Linked DNA regions of Mus musculus: regions 1 and 2 are each linked to region 3. A link is a contact called in public ChIA-PET and HiCAR-type data. All regions are on one chromosome and are shown on one strand. The core of a region is the stretch at or near the end of the contact, and the rest is flanking DNA. Distances in the headings are between cores, read along the strand shown.

Region 1 (2,704 bases), core at 173-2,672, 610 kb before region 3:
GAATTAAAAAAAAAAAAAAAAAAAAGCTTTGTTAATGTATGTGTATATGCCGCCACATGACTAATCAAAGGTCAAAGGTCAATTTTGTAGAGTCCTTTCTTTCTATCTTTATGTAGGCTCTAAAGACTGAACTCGGATCACCAGGTTTGCAGGGTTAAGTGCCTTTCCCCACTGACCCATTTCACCAGCTCTCCAGCCTTTTAGCCCATATATCAGATGGGTCTACTGAGAGCCAGCCCTCCCCTTTCCCTTACAGAAAAGGTTTTACAAACGCTTTAGGTAAGATAGATATGAAGGGGCCGGCAGGCCAGGAAAGGTGTGTTGGCCAGAGGACAGCAACGAATGGCCCCTGAAGTACCTGAGTTGTCGCAGCATTAAAAGAAATGCCAATCAAGGAGCAGAGGCCCAATCCTGCAGCCACTGACAGCGCAACCAACAGGACGCCAGCCAGCCCCACGGCACCCTGGGACTTGGAGCAGTCCCAGCGCAGCATGGTTAAACAGGCATAGGCAAGCTGCAAGCAGAACGATTGGGGGAAGGGGACAAAAGGGAATCGGAGAGAGGGAAGGGGAGGACACAAAACAAGAGCCAAACATTAGAATGTGTAACAATTCTAACGTTTTACCCACCCCATCGCCCCACATCCAAAGGCAGAACCTATCGACTCCAAAGACAAAACTTTACACTATGAACACCACACAACAGGGTGGAGACCACTTCTAAAATCCTTCCAAGGCTGAGCCGTCTTGGGCATACTTTTATGTTAGGGGCAGTTAAAAAACAGGTACCGTCAAAGTAAAATTACAAACCAACCCACGGGAGCCCAGAATTACCATCAGTAGGTAGCCGCTGGCCACTCGGATGACACTGACATCAGAGAAGGATTTTAGGATGTCGTCCAGGGTCGTGGTTGTGAAGGGAAGCACCTTTTGAGTGGAGTTTGGGGCGACACTTTGATGAACCACCTGTGGCCACAAGACAAAGCTAAATTCCCAGGAGCCAAAGCAACAAGAGCACAGACTTGGGGAACACCACCATGTGCCTCCAACCGTCTGCTGATACAGCAACACGAGGTCCCAATCAAGTGGACAGCGGTTGAGGGAAGAGAAACCTGCTTTTGACAGTGAGGGCTGCTGTGCTCAAGGGAGGGCAGGCGGTCTGTGGTCACCCAGAGTGTTTTACTTTGTAACTCTAAGGTTCCTTACTCCACAGCCAGATGATTGTTGCCTTAATCCAAAACAACTCATTCTTATAAATTCCACCTCCCCCCCACCCCTTCATTTGCTGGACACTTTCAAAAGGTCACAGGCAGCTCCATAGAGGTCACTGCTTGGGGAAACAAAGGCCAGCCTCCTGTCACATGACCTGACCAAGGGGCCTGCAGCTGTGAATAGATTCTGTTTTGCTAATGTTTTCCAGACACCTTTTCTTGTTCACCCAGTGTGGGTTTTCCCCCTCCCCCTTTTGCACTGTTATGCCTGGGCTCTGAGATCTACAATAGTTACTAGGCATGTTTCAGGGAACCCCAACTAAGAATGAGTGTCTCTTCAGACACTACTCCCAAAACTTTCAATGGCTGGATAAAGAAAATCAAGCTTGCATTTCATGCAGTGCTTAGAATTAAAGTTTGTATTGAAGAGATGGAGGCTGAGTTCAGTGGTGTAATCCCAGCAATCAGGAGGCTGAGGCAGGAGGACAGCAATTTTGAGACTGCTTGGGCTGCACTATTAGACTAAACAACAAACAAAAATCCCACTACACCTAACGGGAAACAATGTTTCAATAGGAAAGGAAGACTGGGCTCAGTTACAAGTTGTCCTGATTTCTAGGCAGGGCCTCACCTCCACGTAAGTCCTCTGCCAGGCCTCCAGGATGGCGGCTGCCCTGTCTTCATTCCAGTTGATGTGAGAGACATAGTCGTAGCCCCTGAAGTGTTCATACATTTGCTTGGGAGTCATTAACTGGAACATGGTTTGCAGGGCGTGAGCGCTGTCAAGGTGAATGGACAGAAGGAAGGTCAGCACAGCGGCCAAGCAGTGTGTGCAATGTGAAGTCCCAAGCAAGCATCCCCAGTTTTCCCTCAGACTTCTTCCCTCCTCTGTGTGCACATGTTTCCATTCAAACAAGACCAGGATGGTTATTGTATTTAATAGATTGATGTACCATATTAAAGGTGTAACCTTACAAACCTTTTACAGATAGACCCCAAAATTAAATTAATAAGCAATTTCCTTTCTCAGTTCCTATTCCATGAAACAGGAAGGAGAGGGGAGTAGATAGCTTGACCAGATACACTGGGTTCAGCCACACACTCTCTGTGTGCAGAAATCCCAGAGACAGTGTCCCGAGGGAGAAACCTCAGACGAAACACCTGACACTTGACTGACTGGAATCCTGGCTGCACAGAGGCCAACTCTTGCCTTGCTTGCTGTTCCTGGTCTTTGACTCTTAACAGTGCGTGACACAGATCAGCTCCTACCCCTCAACTCATTGTACACTAATACTGGATTTTCTTATCCCATTAGTCTATGTAAGGGCAGACCTTCCAAAACCTTGAAATCAACAGCTACTGCTCTGATGAAAACTACAAATCCATTCTAGAAAACCTTGCCCACAAGATCTCTTTGCAAGCTGGTCTGGTGTGCTAATGTTCCCCAAGGTTCAATGAACTGGACAGCTAGCTAAGATTTACATGAGTCCAAAG
Region 2 (2,834 bases), core at 183-2,682, 910 kb before region 3:
CTAGCTGTTGTCTGCCCCTTTGTCTTCTTTGTCCTTGCCCTCTCCCCTGATGACCAGATGTCCTCTCTCCATGTCCTCCATTCCTCAAATGTCCCCCACTTGAGGCTCTCAGAAGTCAACCCAGATCAGACCAAACTGGACTGGGCTAGGTGGATCTGGCCGAATGGTCTGTGGACTAGATCCGAGTGACTTCAGCTAAGTGGCCGGTACTAACTATGCTAGGACTGCAACGTTTTCCTTCCATGGGTGGAGGCGGCTCTTACTGCCTGGTAAAAACAGAACTGTTGGGATAACTTGAGAAAGGAAAACAGCCACGGCAGGCAGCAGGCCAGGATCCGAGCTGTGTGGAAAGAATGCCATTTTATGGGAAACATTTTGTTTTACCCTTAAAGAAATCATCTCAGGCACTAAATGATGGGCATAGTCTGATGGAGCTTGAAATATTAGCTGAGAGTTTGAGCCAGAAAAGCAGTGCAGTGAAGTCTGAGCTGTGAAGAAGCAAATGGAACAAGCTGAGTGACTTTGCCACCTCACCCTGTGAGTGACTGGAGTGCTTTCCTAACTGCCCTGGCCTCATGTCCTGTCTCTCTCTGGCCATTCCTGTTATCAGGAAGCCATCTTTAAGGACTTTATGTACCCATCTGAAGGACCATCATTCTTCATTCTCCCTTTTACATCTCCACAGGATGTCCCTTGACATCCCTTTCCATGTTGTCCTAGCTTCCTATCTCTGCCACGGCTGTAACCAGATTACCTCAAGCCCGTGTCCTCTCTCCTGCTCCTGAATTGTTTCCCACCCACTCTGATGTTCTTCCTTTCTCTGTTATTTCAAATGCTTGTTATTTAGTCTGAGTAAATTTGGCTACAAAAAAACGAGAATGTGCATAGCACACAGACTACAGTCCTGGGCTAGCTCTGTGGGGCTGGCTAGAGCTGTGATTCCAACAGTGAAAAGAGTGTGTGTGTATGTGTGTGTGTGTATGTGTGTATGTGTGTATGTGTGTGCGCGCGCGCACGCGTGTTAACTGTAATAGCTTTTGCTACATGATCTATTATTGACTTTGGAAGAACACATTAACTTTTAAACATAAATTGTGTATCACTATTATACAGTAAGAATTAATATTTTAAGGTATGTACATGAAAATAGAGTTTAGATAACTTCATTATTCTAAGAACTAAAATATATAACACAATAGCACCTTATGCAATGGTATATTTTAAAGACAATGCACTTGGAGTTTAAAGAAAACTCTCTATTGTAAGATTCAAAAGACTCCGACTTCTTGATTACTGCACATTTAATAACTTAGAGAAAACCCCCTTTGCCATTTCCATTTTAGCCTTTGTGTGCATGCTGAGATCAGAAGTATTCATAGGCTGGCTTTCCAGCCACTGGGGTGACTCACAAGCCATCCTCTGTGTCTGGTGTATCTGAAGCAAAGGTCCAGAGGGTGGTGAACCAGCCTTTGTGAGTCATAGTGTCACCGAGAGCCGACACTGTTGACTTCTGTCACAATTTGGAGCTTACAATTTTCTTAAACTCATAGTGATGTGTCCAGGTTAAATATAAAGACTGAACAGGGGAGTGAGGCACATGGCCCGAGCTGTTCATGGCCCATAGCGGCAAGTAGTCAGCTCTGTCTCTTCTCCTTCTGATAAAATGCTAAAGTTTGGAGCAATTTAATCTGTTTTTACAACACCTTTCTTATTACACACTTGACTTGGAGCCACAAAAGCAGTGGTGATCTCTGTTGGGGTGAGAATGCACCGTGACTTTTAAGTCTGTGAATTCAGGGAGGTCTACATTCTGTTTACGCCTTTGAGACGCAGTGTGCACTTGCTACACTTCTGCCGTGTGTGTGTGTGTGTGTGTGTGTGTGTGTGTGTGTGTGTGTGTGTGTGAGAGAGAGAGAGAGAGAGAGAGAGAGAGAGAGAGAGAGAAAGGGAGAGAGAGAAAGCGAGCGAGCGCGAGCGCACCCAGAATGTTAAAGGTAGGTGATTTAGGCTTGAAATAGTTTGTCACAGTGTTTGTCTTTTGTGACATAAGTCTTTTATATTCTGTTGTAATTCTGGAAACCAGTATTTAAGATTTTTGTTTTGTTTTAAAGTTACTTAACTCTTTACTGGACTCACAGCAGCCAGTGGCGGCTGATAGACTTCAATCACTTGTAGCCCTGGATGCACAAGCCAGTAGTAAAAGCAACCCTTGAGAGCTGGGAGCATGCAGCCAAGTGCCCACAGTTACTGGTAGCCACTCCCTGCACCCAGCAACCTGGTGGGTATGGGTGGCTGCCCTTATACCTGAGGCAAGGCTCCCCTGGAGTTTCCTAGGCATGGTGCCCTTGCCTCTTTTAAGAGTACTGTTGCTTTGTGAGAATCCATAACTAGTCCACACTTGCCGAGCTATGGTCTCATACAATAGCTTCATTGATTCTTGATTTCCATAGAAAAGCTTTATGGGTTCTAATGAATTACCAGCCGCCCTTCACCTCCTCAGAGAGTGTCTTTGTGTCCTGGGCCTTGCCTTTGGAAAAGGACTTATGTGAGTGATGGGTGCAGAGTAATTAATGAAAGTTGTTATGAAGCAACCAAGCCGGGGAGGGTTGTGTGTGTGTGTGTCTGTGTGTCTGTATGCAGTTTACTGTATTGCTTAGATGCTTAAGTAATCCTGTGTACCTGGGCCTTGTTTCTATACCTCTTCCTACCCTTGTATTTATAATAAATCTTTAACAAATACAATATTGAACATTCTATATCCAAATCTCATGTCAGATCAAATCATGCAAGATCTTGACATTTTTGCTCTCTTTAAGCTGGACCAAGAGAAAATT
Region 3 (2,896 bases), core at 16-2,515:
TTATCTTGCAATACCATGTATTCGACACACAGATTTACCGATACCTTCCTGAGCTCTGATGAATGTCCAGTATTAAGTCTAGCCCCATAAACACACTCCCGGTTCCTTCCGAGCACAGTCACCGTGTGCCAACACTCCCACTAGCTAGCTATACATACGATTTTCATGAAGACGCTTTAACAAACTCCCTAACCCTCAGCTGCTCCGGATGTAAAGGGTATAGTAGGGCATGGTGTCGCTAGCCTTGAATTCCAGCACTCGGAAAGTAGAACTCTGAGAGTCCCAGGCAGGCCAGGGATACAGTGCGATACTTGGCCCCCGCCCCAATGTGGGCTGGAGCCAAATGCTCACATCCTTCCTTCCCACATCTAAGCAGGCCGAGGCCGCGAGGTTACAAGCACAGCAGTGCAAGGCATCTGGACACAGCGAGCCTCCCCCTCATCACCCCGCTGCACCTGCTGCCCTCAGACCGGCCTTCGCGCCGCACCCGTCACATGACCACCTTGCCCCCAAAGGTCCGGTTTTGGCGCGCGGCAGTGACGTCAGCGTCCTGTCAGCCACCGCCCCCGCCACCCCGCTTTTCCTCTCCGGCCCCGCCCCGCTGGCGAGCGGCGCCGTTAACGGGCCCCAGGCCGCCCCGCGCCCGGGGCCGCCCGAGCCACTCACCTTGAGGTGGCCGCTGTCTGGGCTGCTCGCCTCCTCCTCGTCCTCCCCGCCCGACACGGCGGCCACGGAGGCGGAGGACTGAGGCGCACCCCGCAGCGTCGGGAGTTCAGCCGCCACGGGCAGTCCGGCTGAAACGACGCCGCCCGCCGCCCCCGGGCTGAGCGTCACGTTATGCGCGTTCTCACCCCAGCGCCACGGGTACACCATGAAGTCGCTGAAGCCGGGGCTAGTGGGGACGAGCGGCGGCGGCGGCTCGGGCTCCCCCACGCTGCTGCACGGAGGCGTTGCCGGCGTGGTCCTGATGACCGATACCAGTACGCGCTTCGGGGAGTCGTGGCAGAAGACGACCGGCGGCGGCTCCGCCATGGGTGCCGGGGCGCCGCGGATCATGCTGGCTCGTCTGCAGCCCTCGCGCTCTCGGCGGCCCGAGCTTGCCTTGCTCGCCCGCGCTGCTACGTCTCGGCGCCTCACAGCCGCCGGCTCATGGCAGGCGGCTCCGGGCGATCAGGCTGCAGCAGCGTTGCTGACAGGAAAACGGGACGCGAGGCGCCGAGTCCCCGAGAATAACAACCTGCCGCCGCGGTCCCCGCTTCGGCTTTTCCCGCGTTACATTTCGCGCCTGGGCGGAACCAGTCACCGCGAGGACCCTGCGGCTGGCCACCGCGACGAGTGACAGGTCGCGAGAGCCAATAGCCGGGTCCAGGCTGTGTTCCGTCCGGAGGGGGCGGAACCAATTCGAGCGCGGGTCCTTACTGCCACGTCATTGGCCGCCGCTCTCATACTTTTTTGTCTGGAGGGCCAACTGCGTTCGAAAGTCTGTAGGAGCGCGCGTCTTGTCCTGACACACCCGTCGGGAGCCCCACCCTGGCCGGATGACTCCTGCGAAGGTGGGGAGGGGGAAAGAGGCTGTTGATTGGAGGAGCTGCGGGAAAGGGGCGTGGTGGTGGGCGGGGCGAGCATGCTGGGTCCCTCCCCCACCAGAAGAAGAGGGGGTGTAAAGAGGGTAGGAGTCTGGAGAAGTTGCAGTGGAGAGGGCCCTCCCCATCGCCCCACCCAATCCGCCCCCTCCCGCGCGCAGCCAGTTTAAAGGGCTGAGGCCGCGCCCGTCCCACCCCACCCCACCCACGGCTGCTCAAGGCGCCAGCAAAGCACCACTTCTTTTTGGGCGTTGGGGGGTTGTTGTTGGTTTTGTTTTGTTTTTCGAGACAGGGTTTCTCTGCATAGCCCTAGCTGCCCTGGAACTCACTTTGTAGACCAAGCTGGCCTCGAACTCAGAAATCCACCTGCCTTTGCCTCCCAAGTGCTGGGATTAAAGGCATGAGCCACCACCGCCCGGCTTGTTTTTGTTTTGAGACAGGGTCTCTATAGAGTCCTGGCTGCCCTGTAACTCCCTATGTAGGGACCAGGAGGGCCTCGAAGTCAGAGATCCCATTCGCCCCCCCCCCTCCATACACACACACACCCAGTACTGGGACTAAAGACGTGAGTCACCACTCCTGCCTAAGGGCATGGGTTCTTAATGTGAGTCCCGTGACCAGCCCTGCTACGGTTCCCGGACTATTGGTTCTTGCTGCCAGGCTCGGGACCGCGGTGGGACGCATGAGCAACCATTCGCACAGTAGTCAGCTCCCGGTCGTACTTGCTTGCAGTGTTTCCCAGGCAGTCTGATGGTGGTAGCAGTTCAAAGATTTTTTAAAAATCTCTTTAGAGGCTAAAGGATAGAACTGGCAACTGGAGCTCATTTGCTTGCTGCGTTTCCCAGGCAGCCTGTTCCTAGTAGAGACTCCATAAAGATTTTTATATCTGAATGAGTATCCAGTGGTTAAGCGATAGAACCGGTAACTAAACTCCATCAAATACAAAGCTATGCCTAAATTAATTTAGGCACCAGAGTGTTGTTTTAGAGAAAACTGCCTAAATTAACAAATCAAAGCAGCCAATAGTGTGACCTTATTTTTAGCCACATCTTTATTTTGGGTAAATAAACTATACCTAGCAAGATACCGAAGTCAAATTTGACTTTATGGAGAGAAAGTAACTTGTGAACTGAAGTGAAATGTTTCAAGAAGATACATTGAGTAATTTGTATCTTTGAAGTGGGACAAGTAAAAGTATCTTTAAAAAAAAAAAAAAAAAAAAAGAACAAAGCAGCCAGAGAAATGGCTCCATGGTTAAGAGGACTTGCTGCTCCTCCAGGAGACTTGGGTTCCAAGCTCCCAGTGGTGGCAGT

What was found. ChIA-PET counts read pairs in DNA pulled down with a chosen protein or histone mark. HiCAR-type assays count read pairs that join an accessible place to other places.
Region 1: a HiCAR-type map of embryonic stem cells shows a contact between it and region 3, with 3 times the contacts expected there. The contact joins the enhancer-like site here to the promoter of Zfp367 in region 3. A contact is called at or near these places in 4 of 39 promoter capture datasets (the C10 cell line, hippocampal neurons, liver and 1 more), 6 of 115 datasets of contacts at active chromatin or transcription factors (astrocytes, bone marrow-derived macrophages, embryonic stem cells and 2 more) and 1 of 9 other capture datasets (liver).
Region 2: an RNA polymerase II ChIA-PET map of memory CD8 T cells shows a contact between it and region 3, with 34 read pairs. The contact joins the enhancer-like site here to the promoter of Zfp367 in region 3. A contact is called at or near these places in 1 of 39 promoter capture datasets (pre-B cells), 1 of 484 Hi-C or Micro-C datasets (muscle stem cells), 2 of 115 datasets of contacts at active chromatin or transcription factors (memory CD8 T cells and pancreatic cancer cells) and 1 of 9 other capture datasets (adipose tissue).

Annotation. Positions count from the first base shown.
Region 1 is chr13:63,540,324-63,543,027 of GRCm38.p6, forward strand. Ptch1 (patched 1) reads right to left here. Exons shown (of 24, transcript NM_008957.3): 8 at 1,842-1,989; 9 at 834-965; 10 at 359-514. Among named protein-coding and RNA genes, the nearest start is that of Ptch1, 24 kb to the right of the region's middle. Within about 2 kb of position 1,423, at least 14 of the 459 cell types and tissues checked have an H3K27ac peak or open chromatin away from gene starts, as enhancers often do. A contact at or near this core is called in embryonic stem cells, where this site is marked.
Region 2 is chr13:63,242,314-63,245,147 of GRCm38.p6, forward strand. All of the region lies in intron 13 of Aopep (aminopeptidase O), which reads left to right. Among named protein-coding and RNA genes, the nearest start is that of Gm16907, 53 kb to the right of the region's middle. Within about 2 kb of position 1,433, at least 106 of the 459 cell types and tissues checked have an H3K27ac peak or open chromatin away from gene starts, as enhancers often do. A contact at or near this core is called in adipose tissue, memory CD8 T cells, muscle stem cells and 1 more, where this site is marked.
Region 3 is chr13:64,151,934-64,154,829 of GRCm38.p6, forward strand. Zfp367 (zinc finger protein 367) reads right to left here and starts at 1,266. Exons shown (of 5, transcript NM_175494.5): 1 at 667-1,266. The coding sequence starts at 1,056.